Linked DNA regions of Zea mays: region 2 is linked to region 1. A link is a contact called in public Hi-C data. All regions are on one chromosome and are shown on one strand. The core of a region is the stretch at or near the end of the contact, and the rest is flanking DNA. Distances in the headings are between cores, read along the strand shown.

What was found. Hi-C and Micro-C count contacts between places; a contact is called where the count stands out from the background.
Region 2: a contact with region 1 is called in a Hi-C map of bundle sheath, with 2.3 times the contacts expected there. The contact joins the promoter of LOC100281870 here to the promoter of LOC100285033 in region 1. A contact is called at or near these places in 3 of 25 Hi-C or Micro-C datasets (bundle sheath, ear and leaf).

What each region holds. Positions count from the first base shown.
Region 1 is chr10:143,262,563-143,267,347 of Zm-B73-REFERENCE-NAM-5.0, reverse strand. LOC100285033 (zinc finger, C3HC4 type family protein) reads left to right here and starts at 2,401. Exons shown (of 6, transcript NM_001157928.1): 1 at 2,401-2,512; 2 at 3,494-3,606; 3 at 4,031-4,785. The coding sequence starts at 4,044.
Region 2 is chr10:143,588,297-143,593,081 of Zm-B73-REFERENCE-NAM-5.0, reverse strand. It overlaps LOC100281870 (60S ribosomal protein L7-like), which reads right to left and starts at 2,855. Exons shown (of 7, transcript NM_001374448.1): 1 at 2,754-2,855; 2 at 2,474-2,653; 3 at 1,841-1,938; 4 at 1,699-1,756; 5 at 1,528-1,607; 6 at 974-1,076; 7 at 494-881. The coding sequence starts at 2,653. The coding sequence ends at 666.

The DNA of each region.
Region 1 (4,785 bases), core at 1,152-3,651:
CTTCCAGGAGTTCCAAGATTACGACGAGTTCTAGGTGTGGGTTAGCGGCAACCCCCAGTCGGCTGCCTGTGAAGGCCGCGGTTATCTACGTTTCTTTTCCGCACTTTGATTTATTGTAAGAACTATATGGACGTCTCAGACGTATAATGTAATCGACTATTTCCCTTATTAATACTATTTTGAGCACTGTGTGATGATGTCCATGTTATGTAACTGCTGTGTACGTGAATAACTGATCCTGGCACGTACATGGTTCGCATTCGGTTTGCCTTCTAAAACCGGGTGTGACAGGCAAGGGCAGCCGACCCCGAGGGATTTCCGTCTCGCCCGAGGCCCCCCTTTAACGGCGGACACATCTCCGGCTCGCCCGAGGCCTTGCCTTCGCTAAGAAGCAACCCTGACTAAATCGCCGCACCGACCGACCGAGTCGCAGGAGCATTTAACGCAAAGGTGGCCTGACACCTTTATCCTGACGCGCGCCCCCCGACAGAGCTGAAGTGACCGCCGTCACTTCGCCGCTCCACTGACCGGTCTGACAGAAGGACAGCGCCGCCTGCGCCACTCCGACTGCAGTGCCACTTGACAGAGTGAGACTGACAGGCAGTCAGGCCCTGCCAAAGGCGCCATAGGAAACTCCGCTCCGCCCGACCCAGGGCTCGGACTCGGGCTAAGCCCCGGAAGACGGCGAACTCCGCTCCGCCCGACCCAGGGCTCGGACTCGGGCTAAGCCCTGGAAGATGGCGAACTCCGCTCCGCCCGACCCAGGGCTCGGACTCGGGCTAAGCCCCGGAAGACGGCGAACTCCGCTCCGCCCGACCCAGGGCTCGGACTCGGGCTAAGCCCCGGAAGACGGCGAACTCCGCTCCGCCCGACCCAGGGCTCGGACTCGGGCTAAGCCCCGGAAGACGGCGAACTCCGCTCCGCCCGACCTAGGGCTTGGACTCGGGCTAGGCCCCGGAAGACGGCGAACTCCGCTCCGCCCGACCTAGGGCTCGGACTCGGGCTCAGCCCCAGAAGACGACGAACTCCGCTTCGCCCGACCCCAGGGCTCGGACTCCGCCCTAGCCTCTGCCGAACAACCTCCGCCTCGCCCGACCCAGGGGCTCGGGCTCGGCCTCGGCCATGGAAGACAGACTCGACCTCGGCTTCAGAGGAGCCTCCACGTCGCCCGACCTAGGGCACAGGCCCGCCACGTCAACAGGAAGCGTCATCATCACCCTACCCCGAGCCGACTCGGGCCGCAGAGAACAAGACCGGTGTCCCATCTGGCTAGCTCCGCCAGATAGGCAATGATGGCGCCCCGCTAGCCCTGTGACGACGGCGGCTCTCAGCTCCCTTACGGAAGCATTGGGACGTCAGCAAGGACTCAACCGCTCCGACAGCTGTCCCTCCGCCAGGCTCCGTTGCTCCTCCGACAGCCACGACATCACACCAGCAGGGTGCCAAGATCTCTCCGGCTGCCACATTGGCATGTACTTAGGGCGCTAGCTCTCCCCCCGCTAGACACGTAGCACTCTGCTACACCCCCATTGTACACCTGGATCCTCTCCTTACGCCTATAAAAGGAAGGACCAGGGCCTTCTTAGAGAAGGTTGGCCGCGCGGGGGCGAGGACGGGGCAGGCGCTCTCTTGGGGCCGCTCGCTTCACTCACCCGCGTGGACGCTTGTAACCTCCTACTGCAAGCGCACCCGACCTGGGCGCGGGACGAACACGAAGGCCGCGGGATTTCCACCTCTCTCACGCCCGTCTCCGGCCACCTCGCTTTCCCCCCTTCGCGCTCGCCCACGCGCTCGACCCATCTGGGCTGGGGCACGCGGCACACTCACTCGTCGGCTTAGGGACCCCCGGTCTCGAAACGCCGACATATAGAAAACTAGCAATGTACGGGACAACTAACTAAATAGTTGATTATGCTCAATAGTTGATCAAACATAGCCTAGATGATGAAAAAAAACACCATTTATTTTTGCGAAAAAGGACCAGAAAACACTAACACTGCTTCACGAAAAGCAGACAAAAAAAAACTCTCAAAAAATGCGCAGGCAACAGGATGGCCGCTTGTCAGTGTCAGCCTCTCCATGGGTCCACTCACTCGACTACTGCCGGCACATTATCGGGCAGGAAATTCGGTGGTGGGGGCGGTCCTGGGCCTTCGTTTGAGCGGGTCCCGTGCCGGGCCATCTCCCCCTCGAGCCGTCGGATTCTGCGCGCGCCCAGCCGCCCAATCCGATCCGACGGCTCCCACACGACCTGCCCCCGCGGGCCCGCCGCCGTCCCTTCCTGCCCGCCACGCCGGCTTCGTCTCCGTCGCCTGTCGCCTCCGCAACCCCCTCCCTCTGTGGCTTGCTTCTTCTTGGCCATGCGTATATAACAACTCCCACCACTCGTGATCTCCTCTTATCGCTCCCTCCCAATTCCTCCCCTCGATTCTCCGGGTCGATCCGGTCGCTGTCCGGCCCGGTTCCAGTGGAGGAGAATCGCCCGGTTTGAAGGAAAGGCTTGGAAAGGAAGGTCGGTCATGGCCGCTCTTTCTCCTTCTTCTTCCTCGTGTTATTTATGTTCTTGTCATGCTACCCGTCGTTTCTTTTACAACCTTTTCGGGTCTGGTTTGGTGTTCTTTGGTTGCTCGTGCCACAGTATGAAACTGGCCTACGAGTTTGCAGTTCACCTTTGAAATTCAGGGTGGTTCTTTCGCGCCTTTCTCGTTCACTTCTTCCGTAGCGACTGCCTGTGCGAGCTGTAGGCGCTGCAAGTTTGGGAATACATACCTGTTACCATCGTGATCGATCGCGCGATAGGTTTTATTGGGTCTTTGAAGATTTGATGGTCCACGAAAGTTCTGGTTTTTTTTTCTTTTGTCTCTGCAATCCAATTCCCTTTCATTTACTATATCAAACTTCCTCTGCTTTTTTTTTCTTATCGCAAAAGAAAGAACGAAAAACTTGCTCTGTTTTCTTCCCCGGATACAGGTCAAAGTCTATCCTCTGAAAGACGGAATCGTTTTCTGCTGCATGTTTCGGTTGCTTCGACTGTCTGAAACCAGCAACTTTCTTTCTCATGCTTTTTTTTTCTCACTTACAAGACAAAGATAATATTTTTCTTATGCGATAAGACAGTTACGATCCCATGGAATCCGTATGTGTCAACCGTCGGGTGCCTCCTACTCCCTCTGTGAATGTCGTTTTAACTTTTTTTTATTAAATTTTGACTGGCTCGGCTTATTAAAAAAAAAAACTCATCATTATCATTTATTTTCATTTTGATTTAGTTTATCATATAGCTTACTTTAACTATGAATTGGATTTTTCTATATTTTCACAAATATTCCGAAAAAGACAAACCGGTCAAAGTTGATGTCAAAAAAAAAATCAAACGACAAATTAATAGTCTCTAAAATTCCCGTAAAGCAAAATCAGTACACCTTTCGGTTTTGGTACATTATTGTGTTGTGTTGTGTCGTGGTATGCAGGCTTGACCAAATTGACCTTTCAGGATAGGAATAATTTCAGACAGGAAGGGGAAAAGGTTGCTAGTACAGCAAATTCGTTTGGGCGCTTTGGTTGTGCTATGAGCAGGCACATATATATCTAGACTGATTATAATAGGTAAACGGATCACCTGACTAATTTGGTTTACTTTGAAGAATTAGAATCTACCTAATAGATTAGACCGTTTGACTTAGAATTTGTCATTTCTTAAATTTCCAATGTTTAGATATAAGTCTATAGGACTGCCATGATGTGCTTCTATAACTTAATTGGTCTGTGCGTAAAGTATGATTATTAAATGAAATTCAATTCCCAGGATCCAAACATGCCAGTAAAATTAATGATAAAGATCATGTTCTTCACTTCTTTGGGTCTGCTGAGCCCATTTTAATCATACAGATTATAGTTTGAAGGCTAAACGGTATTTCAGTTGTTTACATTGGGTATTAATTAAATACTGATATCAGGCATGGTAGGACCTGAATCGGTAATGGTCGTGCTCGGGAAATGTCTGACTTGTTCCTACCACTTCTAACTCCAGGCAGTTATCTGACATGGAGGAGCACATGGGAAGACGAACAGTCGGCGGCCTGCTATTAACCAAGGGAGGATCAATTCTTCTCTTCAGAGAGGACGGTTCGCGCCCCAGGGCCAAGAACTGCTGCTCGCGCCATGGCTGCAGTGGTCATCATTCTGTTGGCAAAGCCAAAGGCAAGGAGGTGCACAGGGCAGCGGTGGCCAATGAATCAACACCGGCTACCCCACGGAGACCAAAGATTTGTAGGAATCCCGACAGAATGCCACCACATGGAACCAGTGCTCCAGGCAGCATCAGCAAGGATGCAGGAGGCTCTTGTAGCGAAACCGGCAACAGGTCAAGAGACACTCCCGGTCCCGGGCGTGATCTACTGGCTCGGCTCAAGGAGAGGGTCAACACATCAAGGAAACGGTCATTGAACAGGGAGAACAGCCCACAGTCACCGAGTGGATTCACTGCTAGTTCCCCGAGCAACAGTCGATCAGTCTCGCTCTCAAGGCCGTCGCACCGGGCAGCTTCGAGGGTAAGAAGAGCTGATGAAGGTGCAAATGCAGGAGCTGACAGTGTGCACAGAAATGGTGCTGGGGGTGCTAGGAGGAGTTCACAGAGGGGTGACGCAGGCTTGCTGCTAGTTGAGCAGCAGGTAGCAAGAAACCATGTGCCTTCTGAAGGGTTTCTTTCTGGGTTCATGGCGAGATACAGAAGCGGGCTTCAGGAAGGGCTTTCGTCCCTGGACGACAGCGTGGAGGATTCAAATG
Region 2 (4,785 bases), core at 1,606-4,105, 330 kb before region 1:
ATGAATCGTGTCTAGCGAGCACCTTGAGTCACGACATATTTAATAGTGCCACACTCAACTCAACATAATTCAAAGTGAGCATATTGTGGGTCCAGCCCAAGAACCATGTTGTATCTACTATCTAGACCTCCTTATCGACCCATAGTGTTGGTCTAACCCAGCACAATTATTTTTTTATATTTTAAATTATTAGTATATCTATGCTTCGTATAGCAATATTGTTTACAATATATATTCTTTTTTGGGAATATCCTTCATATAAAACAAATAGGTGTAAGCTGCCGTGGTAGGCCTGAGGGTGTGTTTCGAAACTCAGGGCCAGAGCGTCCGTTTCTTTTTTTTATTATTATATTTCCCTATTTCGCGGTGTTATGATCGCCTCGGTATATTCCTAAGTTCGATGAGCAAGCGAGTGCTAACAGACCGTAGTTCTTACGAAAGGCGTCTTGGACACAGACTGGTGCTAACACCTTCGGATACAAAACGCTTTAAATAATTAATCCCAAACCTCCGGAAAGAAGATCAGATTTCTTCCATACACGTCTAGTTCGAAACATCAAAACTGCATGAATATTCATCCACGATCCAACTTTCTAATATAAAATAAGGATAGCACAAGAAGTCACTTAGAGCACAGGGTACTATCAATGAGCTTGATCGTGAACCTAATTCATCCTTTTGATGAGCTCATTGATGTAGTTCTCGCGGTTACCGGCATCACCGCCCTCCACATAGTGGTTCCTCTTCTTCTTCAGGCCTCCCAGCGGCGCCTTCAACTTGAATGGCCACAGGAAGTTGTTGGCCTCCTTGAAGTGTGGGCCAACAGTCATGATCTCGTGAACAAGATCCTCAATGCAGATGATGTTGTGCTTGCCCAAGCCCTGATAGAACACCAAAAGGTGGAGATCATCATGTAAATTGTCATATATAAACAGAACACAGGAACCAGATGTAGAGTTCCAAGTTTACAAACCTCCTCGATGACTTGGTTGTTGGACAGAGGGATCCTCTGCTTGTTCAGCTTTCCATAGCCCCTCTTGTAGATCAACTCCCTGACACTCTTCAAGTTTGGGTACCTAAACAAGATTTGCCACTTTAGTAAGGTCATCAGAAGCAGATGAGTCACCAAGCTAAGATGCAGGAACTACTCCAGGCACTGTCTGCTTTATGTTTTTTTCAAATTTTATCTATTGTAGTATTGTTTAGCAGGAACTATTTGAATATGCATGCATCACTGTGCATTTTCACTTTAGTAAAAGCAAATACTATCACCAAAATCACTGATGGGAAGTGCTAATGTAACCTAACAATTTTGAACAAGAACTGAAGTACTGAACATAGAAACTCACAGCCTTGATTAAGATTGCAATCTAAGTCCACATTTAGTATTTTAACACACTATTCTATTGTAAAAATTCACTCAAGCAACAAGTGCAACAGTATGATCTGCTTTCAACTCTGTATTTTCAATGGAGGATATATCAAAATAAGCGGCAACGGAAGAATTAAATCAGCTAGAAAACTTACCCATATGCAACATATGGCTCAACCCTGCGTAGCATGTTAATAGTCGCCTTGTTGACTTTGAGGAACACACCATTGAAGATCTAAAATAAACAAATGTTCAGTTTTACAAACAATCAGACAAAATTATAATAGCAGCAATGCAATTGTAAAAACAGACATCAGTGAACACACCTGCCTCAATCGCAGAAGCTGCAAGATCTTCCTGGTCTTAGGGTGCATGGCGTTAATACTGTAGTTTCAACAGAAATGGAAAACAGCATAAGCATACAAATTCATCCTCTGTAAAATACTGGCATATGAACCTGAGACTCACCCCCGGATGCGGACCACAAAGAGCAGCTTTGCTTCAGGACTGACATAGAAACCACCCTTCAAACGGGCCTCACGCTTAAGCTGCACCAGTTCCTTCTCCTGCTCCAAGCATCCCCATAAGCACACAGATAACACATCCGGGTTCTCTTTCATCAGGCATATGAAGAATGCCAACGACCCTAAATGCTAGATGGTCTACTGATAATAACATCATAGGCAACTATAATGACCAAAAATATTCTAGATTGCTTACAGTTGGGACGATCGTACTTGTCCAACGAATAGATTCTAAAATGATTGTGCTCGGACATCTTGCAACAAAAGCATTAACCACATGCGTTCCAAATGCACTAAGCAATATAACAGTTTGTTGTACACTAAGCAGAGCAGCTAACCGGTCCTACTGCTGCTACTTTGGCCAACACATTTCTTACTACTACAACCATTGACAGCAACCGATCATGTTACGTAGTAGCATTCGCATAACTCGCTCCGTATCAGCGTAAGGCCACGGCCCAACCCAATCAAACACAGATTCCACAGGCCATGAGGATGAAAACGGCATGCCGCACATAAGCCCTACCAACCACCCCGCACGAATAGTCTACAGGCAGGTTAGGAGCGGCGATCTGACCTGGGCATCGTATTCCTCGGCGTACTGCTTTGCGCGGGTGAAGATGAGCTTGCGGCTCTCGATGGACTTCTTCTTCTCGACTAGGGCCTTCTCCTTCTTCTCGGTGGCCCACTGTTCCTCGCGCTTCCGCTTGCGGAGCACAGACTCCGGCACCGCCACCTTCGACGCCACGGACGACATCTGCATGGCCACAGGCCAACCAACGCGCAGCTCCTCAGCCACAGATCCAAACGCGAAGTAAACAACGAGGGCGGCAATGGCGTGCGGCGCGCTGGCTTACCTTACCTGGGCGAGCTGCGTATGAGAGGGATACGCGGGGAGAGCGGCGAGCGGAGGTGGACGCAGGCGGCGCAGGGCGAGGGAAATGGGAAGAGCGGTTTATGTAGGAGGGGTTCGGTGGCTAGGGTTTGTGGAGGTGATCCGACGGATGGGGATTGTTTGGGCCCACGGCGTGGCGTGTGTTGGTGGGCTGGTGGAAACAGGTGAGCTTGAGTGGAGGCTATCGTGGGCCGTGAGATTGTTGGGTCCAGCGCTTCGTAAGTTCGGATCGTTTAACACGATTACACGAGTAGTGCCGGAGCGGACCGGAAAACAACGCTCTGCTTGGACCTGGACGTGCATGCACCGTGGGGTGTGGACGCCGTGCGGACTTACAAGTTACAACAACAACTGTCGTGGCCATTCTATTTCTGAATTCTGAGCATTCTCTCCGGAAAACTTGGGCTATGCTGAGCCTGAATGCCCATGGAGCATGGTTGCGTCGCTCTAAAATAAGGTCCACGAAGGATCATTTTCCATTTAATCGAAAGAAATGCATATAACTCTTACACTATCTCCTGACTACCTATCTCACTATCTATCTTAATCCCTATTTCAAACTTCATCTTATAAACAATATCATCTATAATAATCCATAATTCAAACTTCATTTTATAAACAGTATTATCTATAATACAAAACATTTATACGTTTTATTGAAGTTGGTCTAGGCCTTATTCGAAAATATTGTATTGTTTCTGGCTGAAAGTTCATTCCATCCGTAATTCTATTTACACAAGGATACAGAGATAATATTTTTCATTGGTAACACCTGCTATTTTAGGGGTGCAAAGAAAACCAGCTATGCAAACATCTGCTGAATATGAAGTGCGAATATAGCATACACACGCATTCTAATAGATATTCTAATAAACTGTTCAGAACCTTAATAAAAAGTCACAAAAGGTATTATAAAAACTAGATAGCGTGGTTTTTTCATGGCTAATTTATTTTTTAGTGGTGAAAAAAGTATTTGACAATTAAATTTTCTATGTGATCATCATATAATCAAACTATCGGAAATTATTATTATTATTATTATATATACTTTATTATTTATTCTATGAATATATCAAATTACAATTTCTAATTTACACTATAACAAGACATATAAAAAGGAGAAAAAATCACGAATATTTTCATTTTTTCATCTTTTAATTTTAAATGGTTTAGAATTAAATTTTGATATATTGACAGACAAATAATAAACTTATTATAAATTTTATAACCTTTGATAATATGATCGTACGACGATTAGACGAGAAGTTTAGTTGTACAACTGTTTATTACTTTTAGTGTAGTACTAATTACATAGGTTAGAAAAAACCTTCTTCACAGTTAAGATGAGCAACAGTATATTTTTTAAGTGTCAATGAACTTGGCCTGCAAAAGTCAAAGAGATGGCCCGGGAAGCAGCGTCAGGTTCAGGTATTCTGACTACGGTTTTAGGGCATGTACATCCTCGTTAAAGGAAGCCTATCTTAAGAGGTTTATAGGGATTAAGTATAAAAAAATAAAAGATAGAGTCTTGGTGAATAGTCTATGTCTTCACGATTTTCTATATTTATTATCTGTATTTTTATAGGTTTAGTTGTTTCTTGGATTTAGAAAACCATTGTCTCTAGTAAGGTTGTCATAGTTCACTTCTCGATCTGCCGGAATAACTTATATTGTGTGTTTGTTGTCATAGACTCATAATTTATCCCGCAGTCTTTCGATCTGTCACGTTTTGACTGAGGTATGGAGTTTGATCACTCGATAGTGCTAGACTGCCGCCAGCGCTACAGCAGCAGCAGCAGCAATGCCTTGCAGACATCCTTTTCAGGCCGTCCAATTTTAATCGCGTCGAGCCGTCGACGACCATCTCCCCCCGCCTCAGCTCGTCGCTGTCAGCAGAGACGATCCTCTCTGCCCATTTTAATTATTTGTATCATGCATGTGTAAGTGTAACGTCGATGCGCTCCTGTACTTTGTGTACTTCCGTGTCACCAACC